2 separate regions of the Mus musculus genome follow, and region 2 is linked to region 1. The links are chromatin contacts, called in public Hi-C maps. All regions are on one chromosome and are shown on one strand. The core of a region is the stretch at or near the end of the contact, and the rest is flanking DNA. Distances in the headings are between cores, read along the strand shown.

Region 1 (6,177 bases), core at 1,306-3,805:
CAGTTACTGTGAGCAATGCAGAAACAATGTACCTATGCAGGTATCTCTGTGGTGTGCTCACTTAGAAGCCTTTGGGTATATGCTCAGCAGTATGGGCTCACTTTGCAGAGGCCGTGACTCTGGATCTAATGGGACAAATGTACAGGCCCTCTTTTTTAGGGCTGTGCTTGTTACTTATGCGTTTCAGGTTACTTGAAGCTCAGTCCTACTATCTAACCCTGACTGACCATTGATCCTCTTTCAAGGCAACCATTTGGCCAATCTAAGGTTACCCAAAAGACTTGGGAAGACCAAAATTCGTTTCTTAGCTTCTCCCTAATGGCTGTTTACCAAAGATCTCCCCACCCTCCGCCAACAGGTCTCTAAAATAAAACTTGTCTTTTTCAAACTAGTTAATAAAAATTGTGTTACTACAGTGTTCAGAAAGCCAAGCAGGAAAACCCTGAGGAAGCAGACTGGCTTAGAGCACTTCCAAGGTGCTCAGACTGAATCCTTTCTCTCCGTATCCAAGAGTCCTCCACCCCATAGCAAGAATCAAGCCACAAGGACAGCAAGCTAGGATCCTGGGAAGCCACAGGGTCCCCATTCCCCAGTGGCAGCGTCAGTCCTAAGAAAACATTCCAGCATCTGAAATCTTCACCACTGCCATCAGAACACGAGGATGCCAGCATGGCCTGACCAGCCTTTGCCTTACTCTCATCCTATTGCGGTCTAAGTGACAGATAGCTGAGGATCTATACGGTCCTTCTTGCTAATATTTTACTTCCACCCTTGCCTCAAAGCAGGAAACATGGAAAGACACGAGAAAAAGGTATGCAAGATTAAGATGAGGAAAGAAGATGGGAGAGGAGAGCCCAGTGGGCTAGCAGAGCCGTGTAACCCCCATCCTATCAGTCGTGAGAAACAGAGTGAATCATATCACAATGCAACAGACTCCACTCACCTGGGGGAAGAGGGAGTACGTGGAATTATCGATGGTGAACGAGTATAAGAGCTCCCCATCGTACCACAGGCTCTTCCCCATGGGGGAGTTCATCTTAGTCATAGCAAAGAGATGGGCAGGGTCACAGCAGTCTTCCATTTGTCTCCTAGGAGAGAAAAAGACGAGAACGGCAGGTTAAGTGAGCAGCCGGGTCACTCATTTGTCATCCGCACAGGAATGTGCGGCCTCACCCCAGTGCCAGCTCACTCTGCAGACTCCACAGAGCAGATCACACTCTGAGTGACTCCCACTCCCAGTCACTGAGTAATATTTCACTTAAAAATATTTCAGGAAAACATTCTAGCTCTCAGGTGTGTCTGAAATATGTTCAGAGGCAAAACATATGCATGACCCTTGGAGATGCATGGATTAGTCCAGCCATCTGGGTCCTGGAAAGACTTGAGCTGGCTCTGAAGGGCAACTAGGCTTTTGTGGCAGCAGAAACACACCTGCCGTCAGGCTGTAACTATCGGGTGGTTAAAAACAGTGTGGACGAATGCTACAGGCGAATGAAATGGCGTGGTCCAAACTAATATGCCAGAAACTAAGGGCTCGATTACAGAGAGGACCTCAGCAGCCCCTCTGAATAGAAGCAGGCGTGAAAGGAACACTATGGTCTAAGACAATGGCGAGGCAAACTGTCTTCAGCACTCCTTTAACGTAAGCCTCTGTGGAAACTGACAGTTGAACACTCTGACCTCTGCCTTGGCTGTTCACCCTCCGTGTTCGAAATAGCGCCCTCGCTCAGGATTGCCTGCCCTGAATGTTCTACCCTGTAGACTCCTGTTGGTTCCTCAACTACTGGCCTTGTTACTGCTCTATGGGTAAACCCATCAGGCGCTGAGCTTTAATGAGGAAATGAGCTGGCACTTGGGAAGACAAACTGCAGACACGATGGCACACCTCGAGTGCACCAGGAAGCACCTACTAAAGCACACTGCTGGTGTGACCGTGAGTTGCCAGAGGAGAGTAACTAACATCTCATTAGACATGCTAGGTTATCTTGGCTGGCCTCCCCTTCACACTAGTTTCAATGGGAAGAGGGCAGGGGATAAAAGTCTTACCCCCTACCATCCCCCACATCAAAGATGTTAATGCCATATTTTGCAACTATACCAGCATTCCATTGATCATAGACTGTTCTTCCCTTTCCTGTCCCACCCACCACCATCGACATCATTGCCATTATCATCAGGCTCTCTTTGTGTATACCAGGCTGGTCTTAAGTTCATCACCCTCCTGACTACTGAATGCTAAGGACTATTCACAACCATGCTCAGCTCACAAGTTATCCCTATATTTTGTCAAAAGAGCACTCTAGTAAGCTACATGATAAAAAACAATCTCTTAATACAGAGAGACGTCCCACCCGCGTGAATGTAAACTTTAGGGAGAATGCACTGAGTTTGGGTTTCCTGTCACGGGTCTGGTGATATCTCATTTTCTTTTGTTCTTTGAGCAACGAAAATTATTGTGAGTGTCATTAAATTCCATTTGCATCTACAAAAATGCACCACCTGTGGTTTAAAGACATGCCTGGGCCACAGGAAGAACACACATGCAGACCTCTGCGACCATGTCTAGGCTGTTTCCTCTCTGTTTGCCAATTGCTCAGAGCCATACCAACCCACTTCCCCTTTCTTTACCTAAGGAATCTTTTGCACAAATGGGCCCAGTGCCTGCCAGACAGCACACGCCTTCTGGACAGGGCTTCCACTCGGTTCCCACCATACCATGGAGCTGGGCAGCCTTATGATTCTCTCCCCACAGTCTGTCTCAGCTCACACAACCAACACCATGGCTGGATGGGGCTCTCTCTCAAGTCTTTCCGGCTTTCACCAGACCCTTGCATCCGGACTGAAGCTCTCACCTGGACTCCACTTTAACTCAGTATAAAGAATCACAAAGGAAACCTTGCCAATGTCGAGTGACAGCACTGCCTTCTGCCTGGCACCTGACAGCTTACAAATCACGTTCATGTGTGTTTCCTCTCTGAATTATAAAAAGCAAAAACAAAACCCAAAACAAAAACAACCACACAGGGAAAAAAAAATCCAGGCACATTTTTATGAAGTCACAGACAATGAAACCAGTGTCTAAGCCAATAGTTACACGAGTTTGATAGGCTAATGAATGACTTCTTATTCCTTTAAGGGGAGAAAGCAGAATTAGACGAAAAAAAAAAATAGCAGGATAGCAGGTGTTCCTCGAGGACAAATGTTTCCAGAAACATTGCAAATTTGCAATCTTGTTGCTCTCTTCAGTGCAGGCGCCTCTCCAACATTTTCTCTCTCTCTCCACAAATCCTCCACACCCACCTGTCCTGCTGACCTATGAGGTGCTAAGGGCGCACAAAGAGAAGATGCCCACGCACATGCCTCAGACCGGAGGGGCCTAACCCAGCTCGCCACCTACAGAGACCACGGCAACAACTTCGAAAGCAGCAGTTGAACCAGGGACACTCTGTACTTCCAGCACTGGGTGGCTGAGGCAGGAGAATAAGAAATTTACAGCCACCCTGGGCTACACAAGAATAAAAACAAAGCGGAGCCATTAGGTGCATCGGCTGGAATGTCATCATAGGATGTGTAATGAAGGGTTTGTTTTGTTTTTAATTCTTAGGTAACATTGTGGTAGGCTCTTCAGATGTGAAAGTAGACTCAAAAATTAAGAAAGCAAGATCTGCCTTCAGAAAACATAAGGAAAGGGCAAACAAGCTTAAGCTACAACCACAGATTAACCAACGAAACCACAGCAATCTTCAGGGCTCTGCACAAAAAAAAGGAACAAACAAGAAAATGGAAAAGCAACTTACACAGAGAGACAGACAGACAGACAGAGAAACAGGGAGACAGAGAAACAGGGAGACAGAGAAACAGGGAGACAGAGTCAGAGAGACACAGGGAGCACCAAGAATGTGTCTAGTAAGTTAAGGCAAGTTTTATAAGGAACTCTTCCAGCTCAATAGTCGGAAAACCAATAATGTCATAGCCAGGAACCAAACAGAAACTTGTCCCCAAAAGATGCAGAGATGGAAAACAAGGCCAGGAAGGCTCAAGGGTAAATGTGCTTGCTATGTAGGCCTTATGGCATGGTTTGATACCTGGAACCCAGGGTTGACATGGAGAGGGGAGGGGTGCTGGATATGGCAGCATACATTTGTGGTCTTGATCCTCCCACTATGGAATGGGATGCAAAGACAGAGTCAGGTGATGGAAGAGGATAGGTCAGCTATCCTGAAGCATGCTGGGCAGTCGCAAGGAGGCCTTGCCTCAAGAGCAAGGCTGAAGGAAGAGAAGTAATGGAACCTACTTCAGCCTGCCCCCGACCTGCCCAGGCTCGCCAGGGTTTCCTTCCTCTCACTCTGCCTCACTTTTTTTGGTTTTCCATCTCTCTCACGCATACACAATTACTTTTTTTCAAAATTAAAAGCAGCAGGCAACAGTCACCCAGAAAGAGACTTAGCTTCCTTCACCATCAGGGAAGTGTGTGGTGAAGCCCCGGAGAGTCATAGCCCACACCTGTACTGATAGCCATCTCCAAAGAGCAAACAGCAAGAAACATCTGGGTAAAGAGAAGGAGCCCCACGCACTGCTGATACAAATACAGTGTCATAGGCACTGTGGAAGAGAATACAGAGGCTCCGCAAGAAACCGAAAAATGAAATTCTCACATAACCCAGCTGTCTTCATGCTGGATACGCACGCAAGAGAGATAAAATCACCACCTCATAAAGGAGCCTGTGTTCGCCCTGCGTGACTCACAACGGCGACTGTAGGGCGATCATCTAGATGCCATTAACAGATGGGCGAACAGAAAATGGAATGCAATTCCGCCTTAACAAGAGGGCCCTGCCATTTGTCACTTGCACAGGCCTCCAGGGTATTAGGTTAAGTAAGATAAACCAGGCACAGAGGCACAAGGAGAGTATGATGTCATTTGTATGTGGACTCAAAAACAAAACAAAAAACAAAGGCAGCAGCATAAAAGATGAAACCTCGACTATCCGTCATGAGAGCAGGGGTGGGAAGGAAGTGGAGAGGAGTGGGGATGTGTGGCTCAAGGGTCAGAAGACTGCCAAGGAGCCGGGCGTGGTGACACATGCCTTTAATCCCAGCACTCGGGAGGCAGAGGCAGGCAGATTTCTGAGTTCGAGGCCAGCCTGGTCTACAAAGTGAGTTCCAGGACAACTAGGGCCATACAGAGAAACCCTGTCTCAAAAAAGAAGAAGAAGAAGAAGAAGAAGAAGAAGAAGAAGAAGAAGAAGAAGAAGAAGAAGAAGAGGAGGAGGAGGAGGAGGAGGAGGAGGAGGAGGAGGAGGAGGAGGAGGAGGAGGAGGAGGAGGAGGAGGAGGAGGAGGAGGAGGAGGAGGAGGAGGAGGAGGAGGAGGAGGAGGAGGAGGAAGAAGACTGCCAAGGAAGCCATCAACCAAGTGGGGAGCAGGAAGAAGACTGCCAAGGAAGCCATCAACCAAGTGGGGAGCAGGATGCTCAAGATCAAGAGTTTGGGGGACTAGAGATAACAAAATTAAAATGCCAGACAGACTTATTGTTAGGTATATTTTAGCTGCTCTTATCACAAATGAAAGTAATTATCAGATGACAAACTCTTAATCTGCTTCGCTGCAGTGAACAGTGAACACTTTATCCCCTGTGTATCCCATAAACCTCAAACACAAAATAAATGTATTTTTAAAATGGAGAAGGCCAACCAACAAGCTAAGTTACTACTGCAGAGAGACGTAGCCAGAGACTCAGTGGACATCTGTGTTTGCTTAGAAGGAGTAGAACTTTGAGTTATGTCCAGCGTTCTGGGAGTGACCTCTGCCCTAAGCTCTGGCCTAGGAGAAACTGGCAGGATGAGGGATCATCCAGGACATTTTAGCCAGGAATGCTGCCACAGATTTATGAGGTAAGAGGATGCAATTCTATTTGCCAGAAATCATGGTACCGGTACTAGGACTGCAGCCTCTAAGAACTGTCAAGCTGAACCGAGTACGCCATCTCTGTCCAACCTTCGGCAGCTTTCAAGGGGAGACACAGAACAATCAGCTTTTGGAAATTTTGGCAATTTGTTTCCCTTCCCTTTTCTCATGCTTCTCATACTGATAGTAAATGATACCTAAGTGGTGTGTGTGTGTGTGTGTGTGTGTGTGTGTGTGTGTGTGTGTGTGTGTGTGTGTGAGATAGTAAAAA
Region 2 (6,177 bases), core at 2,312-4,811, 270 kb after region 1:
TGCAGTACCACGCCTGGTCTTAGACACTTTTTAACAGCTGAGTATAATAGTTTGCAATCCGCTGGGCGTGGTGGCGCACACCTTTAATCCCAGCACTCTGGAGGCAGAGGCAGGCGGATTTCTGAGTTGGAGGCCAGCCTTGTCTACAGAGTAAGTTCCAGGACAGCCAGGGCTATACAGAGAAACCCTGTCTCGAAAAAACAAAAAAAAAAAAAAACCAACAAAACAAAACTAGTTTGCAATCCCAGCAGGATCTGTTCAAGGCCATCCTTCGCTACCTAGTTGGGTGCCAGCCTGGACTACATGAGACCCTGTGTCCCTCGCAAGAGGAAAGTGTTTGAACACCAGCAGACTTTTTAGTGTTTGATCCATGTATACCAAAATCTCCTATGTTAGAAGTTGAAACATTTTAGAATATAAAGACTGTTAAGTGGACTTGTTTTAGTGGTTGGTGTGGTGACATTAGCAGACATCGTTCACTCGAGAGAACGAGAGTGGGCCTGGGAGATAATATAATGTCTATGGAAGAGCTTTACCATGGAACATTCCTGAGAGGAGTCCTGGGTTGTACCTTAACATTTTTAGAGTGAAAACTAATTAGAAATGAAACCTGTCATATCATTTGCCTGTGCTGAAAGTCTGTTAAACACTATATAGAAATTTTGTTTTTCTAATGAGGAAGGATCTCATGGAGCCAGGCTGACCTCAGACTTACTGTAACTGAGGGTGACCTGGAACTTGCGATCCTCCTGCCTTTATCTTTGAGTGCTGGGATGCAGGTGTGTGCTACCCTGGTCTTTGTTTGTTTTTGAGACAGGGTCTTATAATGCAGTCTTGGCTGGCGTGGACCTGGCTGAGTAGATCAGGGTATTCTTAAGTGCAGTCCCTGCAGTGCACACAGCTTCTGCCGCACTCACTCCTTCATCCTCGCTGATGTGATGTCCTCATTCCCCATGCAGATCCCACTCGGCCTCCTCTATTCTGCGCCAGGACTGTTGAGTTGTCTTCAGTTCCTCACACTGAAGTGGGTGACATGTCAGTCGGGAGTTTGCAGTCAGGAGACTTACTTTCCAAACGTGATAGTTGAAACTGGACATAGGGAGTTTATGGTTTCCACTTTGCTGATACTAGCAGGATGGTGTGTGTGTGTGTGTGTGTGGGGAGGCATGTTGAAATGGTAAGTTAGACGTCTCGTGGCTTTCATTCAGAGTATACTATTAAAGCTGCCTTGCCACCTTTTTGAGTTGTGGACATTTGGGCATAGAGCCAGGCCGCTCATCTTCACTGAGGTATGGGAATTTGCTGCCTCGGTTTCCTCATTTAAAAAATAGGAATAATATTAAGTTTATCAGTGCAGAAACACAGGCTGAATTTCTATCATCTAAAATGCTTCAGGCTGGAAATGCTGCTCTAGGTATTTTTGGCCGTGGAGTATTTGCACATTCATAATGTGCTGCTGTCTTTGGTTTGAGGCCAAGTTTCAACACAGAATCCATGTATGTTGGGCTATGTACCTAGAGCAGAGCCTGAGTGTAGTTGTATACAGGGTTTTCAGGGTGTCACATAGTCAGCAGTGGAATTTACTATCTGTGTCCTTTTTCTAAGGATGCTCAAATCAACTTGTATGTGTAGGAAGTTTAGAAAGTGTTAAGTAGTGTGTGTAAACTTCTGTAATATTTTTCTTATGTCTTCTTACATGTTAGCCAGACTGCAGTTCTAACAACTTAGATACTAAGAAGCTACTAATGCTATTTTGGCCAATTGTCATAGATAAGTGGCTGCCTCTGATATGCTTTTGGAAGCATGCTCTTCTAAGTTTTCAGCTGAGTGTGCTATGTATGTGGAGTTGGTTCTACTTGGGAAGTGGAAGGCAGGAGGCTAACCTTGGGTATGTGAGGTTTTTTTTTTTTTTTTTTTTTTTTTCCCCTGTAAAGTAGCTGGGAGGAGACTCAGTGGGTACAGTGCTGTTGCACAGCTGAGCACCAGAGTGTGCATTCCCAGAACCACTCAAATCCAGGATGCTGCGCACACCTGTCACCCCACTTCTGGGGGAGGAAGGTGGGGACAGTTGGATCCCTGGGGCTCCTTGGCCAGTTGAGCAAAAGTAGGGAACTTCAGGTTTAGAAGACGACTATCTCAAAGGCAGACAAAACGTCATCAACGAGGACATTCCTGTTGTTACCTTCTGGCCTACGCATTCATGGCAGGCACACGACCCGTACCTATGACCCCTCTCCCCAATTTACAAAACATTTAAATTCACACCAAACTAGATGTATGACTAGATGTATGCCTTTTGATCCCAGCCACTCAGAAGGCTGAGGGGGGAGTATTACTTGAGGCTAGGAATTTGAGGCTTGGGGGCTCAAAAATAGCAAGGTCCGCAGACACTGGGCACTGAGCCCTCTCGGTTAGGACGGTGCTCAGAGGACCTGTCCAGTGCTCCGAGTGCTTCCCGACTGACAAACCTAACTTAAATTAGGTGACACGAGGTGATCAGAAGTCCAGGGTCATCCATCCTCTGCTACTTAGTCCGAGGCTAGCCTAGGGTATTTGATCTCAAAAAGATCAGGCAAGAGTAATTGTACAAACTTAAAAGTGTTTATTTAATCACAACTTTGTGACACTTGATTCTCTGTGTCTTAGTTTGAATTGTTCTCAAGTATTTTTGTGTGTTAGGGTCATCGGGGAAGCTTTACTTATTCTCACTCATTAGCTAGACCCCAAGCAAGCCCATTAAATCAGAATTTGGGAGGATGGTAAATTGTTTTTAGCAGTGCTGCAGCTGGGGAGGGGATAGCGTTTGTCTTCTGGGATCATAGTTACAGTAGTGATAAACTGTGGCCAGGATGGGATGCTACGTGGTCAGAAATTCCTGAGTAGTTGCATCAGGAGTCAAGGATGCTGTGGCCATAGCAAGCAGCTGTGAGGTGCAGCCACTGTGTGAGGTGGAGGAATCTGGAAAGGTTTGCAGGAAGCAGCCAACTTGACCTGGCAGAGTTACTGTCAAAATGGAGCTTAGAAGGAAACCCCTAGAGCAGAGCCTGAGTGCAGTTGTATACAGGGTGCAGAAAGGCGTGGAAGACAGTTGAGGAACCTGGCTAACAGTGACACAGTGAGAATCTTTTTTAAATAGACTACTTAATTATCCTTAATTTAAAATTTTGTTTTTAAACAGGCTAATAGCTCGTCAGCTTGCTAAAATCCATGCTATTCATGCGCACAATGGCTGGATCCCCAAATCTAACCTATGGCTAAAGATGGGAAAATATTTCTCTCTCATTCCCACCGGATTTGCTGATGAAAACATTAATAAAAGGTAAATTACTTTGGTATTTGCATGGCTTTGCCCTTACTATGTACTGAAAGATAGTGCTGGTGTGCATTCCTCTCTGTATTAAAGTGAACAGTTGTTGACTGTGGCTCTCAGGTGACACTGCAGCAACAGTCTCCTTTCTCCTCGCCCTGTTGAAGCGTCCCCTCCCCACCCTGACCCTGAAGAAAGTCCCTACACAGTGAGGGGGGGGGGAGTTGCTGCAGACACAAGTATTCATTTAGACGCAATTATAAAGAACACCAGCAGAGGGCACAGCGGCACCAATTACCGTAAAGGTCTAGAGGGGTAGAGGTGTGGGTATGGGATGGGACTGTAAGAATTTAGGCCATCTTAATTTACTGTGTTTATTTAAATGGTAGATTATTAGGGTGAAAATTTACCTTCTGAGATCTTAGCTCTTTCACATTGACTACCAAGTTCAGACTGCAAGTGTTGGTTCATGTTTTATATGGGATTTTTTTAGATTAGTCTTAGAATCTAAATCTTGAATATTATTAGTAGTATAAACATGGAACATTTTATTAGGTTTCTATGTAAAGTGTGTTAAGGCTTTTGCTTTGTGTAGGAATTCTGTTTCCAGAACAACAGAAGCAAGCATGATTTAGAAGTGTTGACAGTGTGCTTACCCACACGTATGCACACACACCCAGAATCTCTTAAGCACATGTGCACACACAGAAAGAATATTGTAAGTGGTCTGGGAAGCAGCAGACTGTGGGTCCAGCTTGGCAAGTCCTCAGCTCCATGTCCCTGTCATGTCCCCTTGGCAAGTGCTCAGCTCCATTGTGTCATCTGTGTAAAGGGACCGGACTACTGTAGGTTATTAGCTGAGTTTGTTGGTGGTCTCCCCATGTAGATAATTTGTGTGGAGGGTAAAGGGTACTTTGATAGACTTTGGATGAAGAACCAAGAGGCCAGGCAGCTCTTTGGGAAGGAGTGACTAGCAGTCCGTGCCTGGAGGGCATGTGGCAAGCTGGAGGAGGTCGCCCATTCTGTGCCATTATATTTTCTATTAAATTTTATGCAAATAGATAACCTACATCCATACTTTTGGGTTCCTCCTTTTTCCCAGGCACCCTTCTATTAACCCTCGTGCTTAAAATCTATGTTAAGGGGGCTGGTGAGATGGCTCAGTGGGTAAGAGCACCCCCGTAATGAGATCTGATGCCCTCTTCTGGTGCGTCTGAAGACAGCTACAGTGTACTTACATATAATAAATAAATAAATAAATAAATAAATCTTAAAAAAATAAAAAAAAATCTATGTTAATAATTTTTTTTTTAAAAGAAACTTTCTCCTCAGTTGCACTGAGGCAAGTCATAGCTTTGTTGTTGAGATGAAGTAGTTAATTTGAGTGTGTCATCTCCATCTTAGATGGTGCTCTAGGGTTTTCTGAAGATAACTCATTTTCACCTTTCCTTGCTTAAAATAAACATTTTCAGTCTGTAACTTTAAATCATACACTTTGTGTCTCAGTCCCCTCGCCTGTATAGAGTGGCAGTTAGCATCAGGTGTTGAGAGTGGACACCACAGCTGCTCACTGCTTATTCTGTCCCTTTTAGTTTCTGCTCTACAGTTTAACTGTCTTATGTTTAAGTTGACTATAAAGGTTTTCTTTATTCAGGTTTTGGAACACTTTGATTTATTGTTGAATTCAGGAATATGTGCTTATTCAATAGAAAGCATTTGAGGTAGAATTTTAACTTTAAATTTGAAAGAAGTGTCAATTAGATAAACAACTCTTCTTTTAAAATGGAAAGGTTCCTGAGTGAGATCCCAAGCCCGCAGCTTCTGCAGGAGGAGATGACTTGGATGAAAGAGCTGCTTTCAAGCCTGGGCTCACCTGTGGTCCTTTGCCATAACGACCTGTTGTGTAAGAATATAATCTACAACGAGAAACAAGGTAGGTATTTGACCTTAGCAGTAAGTAATTTGATTGATTGCTCATATGCTCTTTTTAATGGTCCCTCGTCTTTGTATCAGTAAACAAGGAGTAAAACATACACAAAGATTTTTGCTTGAGGTTATAAAAATCATGGTAATTGCTATTAGGAATATACATATATATATATATATATATATATATATATATACATACATACACACACACATAAATACATATATATGGATAAAATGCCTTTAAATTGTTAAAAGTAGTTGGTTCTTGACTTTTTAAGTGTATAATGATAATTGTATGTATGTGTGTGTATATATACATATATATATGTATGTATATACTATACATAAATATACACATATAAATATATTTTTAAAAGCTGTTTGGCTACTTGTGATTTTGAAAGCATGTCTGCTGTAATGGGGAGTGTGGGAAATCAACAGATTTGCTACTGCACTGCTGGATCTGCGCTGTGGGCTTAGCAGCATTAGCAGCCAGGCTTTCTAATTCCTGTGTGTGTGCTGATACTCTAGGGAGAGACTCAAATGTAGCCTACTGCCTTTGTTCATATTTATAGCAAATGAAGTAGTAATAAAATAGCTTTGGTAAATAGACTTAAAATATTCTGAGATACAAGTTGATACTTTGGTGTAACTTTGTGTGACTGCTCATATCTTGATGCTTCCTGTTCACATGTAAGAGTCACTGGTTGCGTTATTAGGTCATTGGGTAAAGTGCTTTGAGGTTTGGTTGCTAAACAGTAAACATCTTCAAATATTAAATTGAAATTTGAAAGTACCATTTGTGTTAAAAATTAATAATTGAAGTGCTTGAAACTGGAGCCACTGCTTTTCAGAGAAGGCCAATTTTGAAAGTAGTTATTTTGTGGAGACTGTATTTTAAATTAAAAAAAAAAAGTGTTTTTATGTATATACTAAAACCA

What was found. A called contact is a pair of places that touch in the nucleus more often than the background predicts.
Region 2: a contact with region 1 is called in a Hi-C map of regulatory T cells, with 4 times the contacts expected there. The contact joins two enhancer-like sites. A contact is called at or near these places in 2 of 484 Hi-C or Micro-C datasets (CD4 T cells and regulatory T cells) and 2 of 115 datasets of contacts at active chromatin or transcription factors (embryonic stem cells and thymic regulatory T cells).

The regions. Positions count from the first base shown.
Region 1 is chr6:142,913,081-142,919,257 of GRCm38.p6, forward strand. St8sia1 (ST8 alpha-N-acetyl-neuraminide alpha-2,8-sialyltransferase 1) reads right to left here. Exons shown (of 5, transcript NM_011374.2): 2 at 944-1,088. Among named protein-coding and RNA genes, the nearest start is that of St8sia1, 48 kb to the right of the region's middle. Within about 2 kb of position 2,556, at least 89 of the 459 cell types and tissues checked have an H3K27ac peak or open chromatin away from gene starts, as enhancers often do. A contact at or near this core is called in regulatory T cells, where this site is marked.
Region 2 is chr6:143,181,395-143,187,571 of GRCm38.p6, forward strand. It overlaps Etnk1 (ethanolamine kinase 1), which reads left to right. Exons shown (of 8, transcript NM_029250.2): 3 at 3,179-3,319; 4 at 5,098-5,240. Among named protein-coding and RNA genes, the nearest start is that of Etnk1, 17 kb to the left of the region's middle. Within about 2 kb of position 3,562, at least 5 of the 459 cell types and tissues checked have an H3K27ac peak or open chromatin away from gene starts, as enhancers often do. A contact at or near this core is called in regulatory T cells, where this site is marked.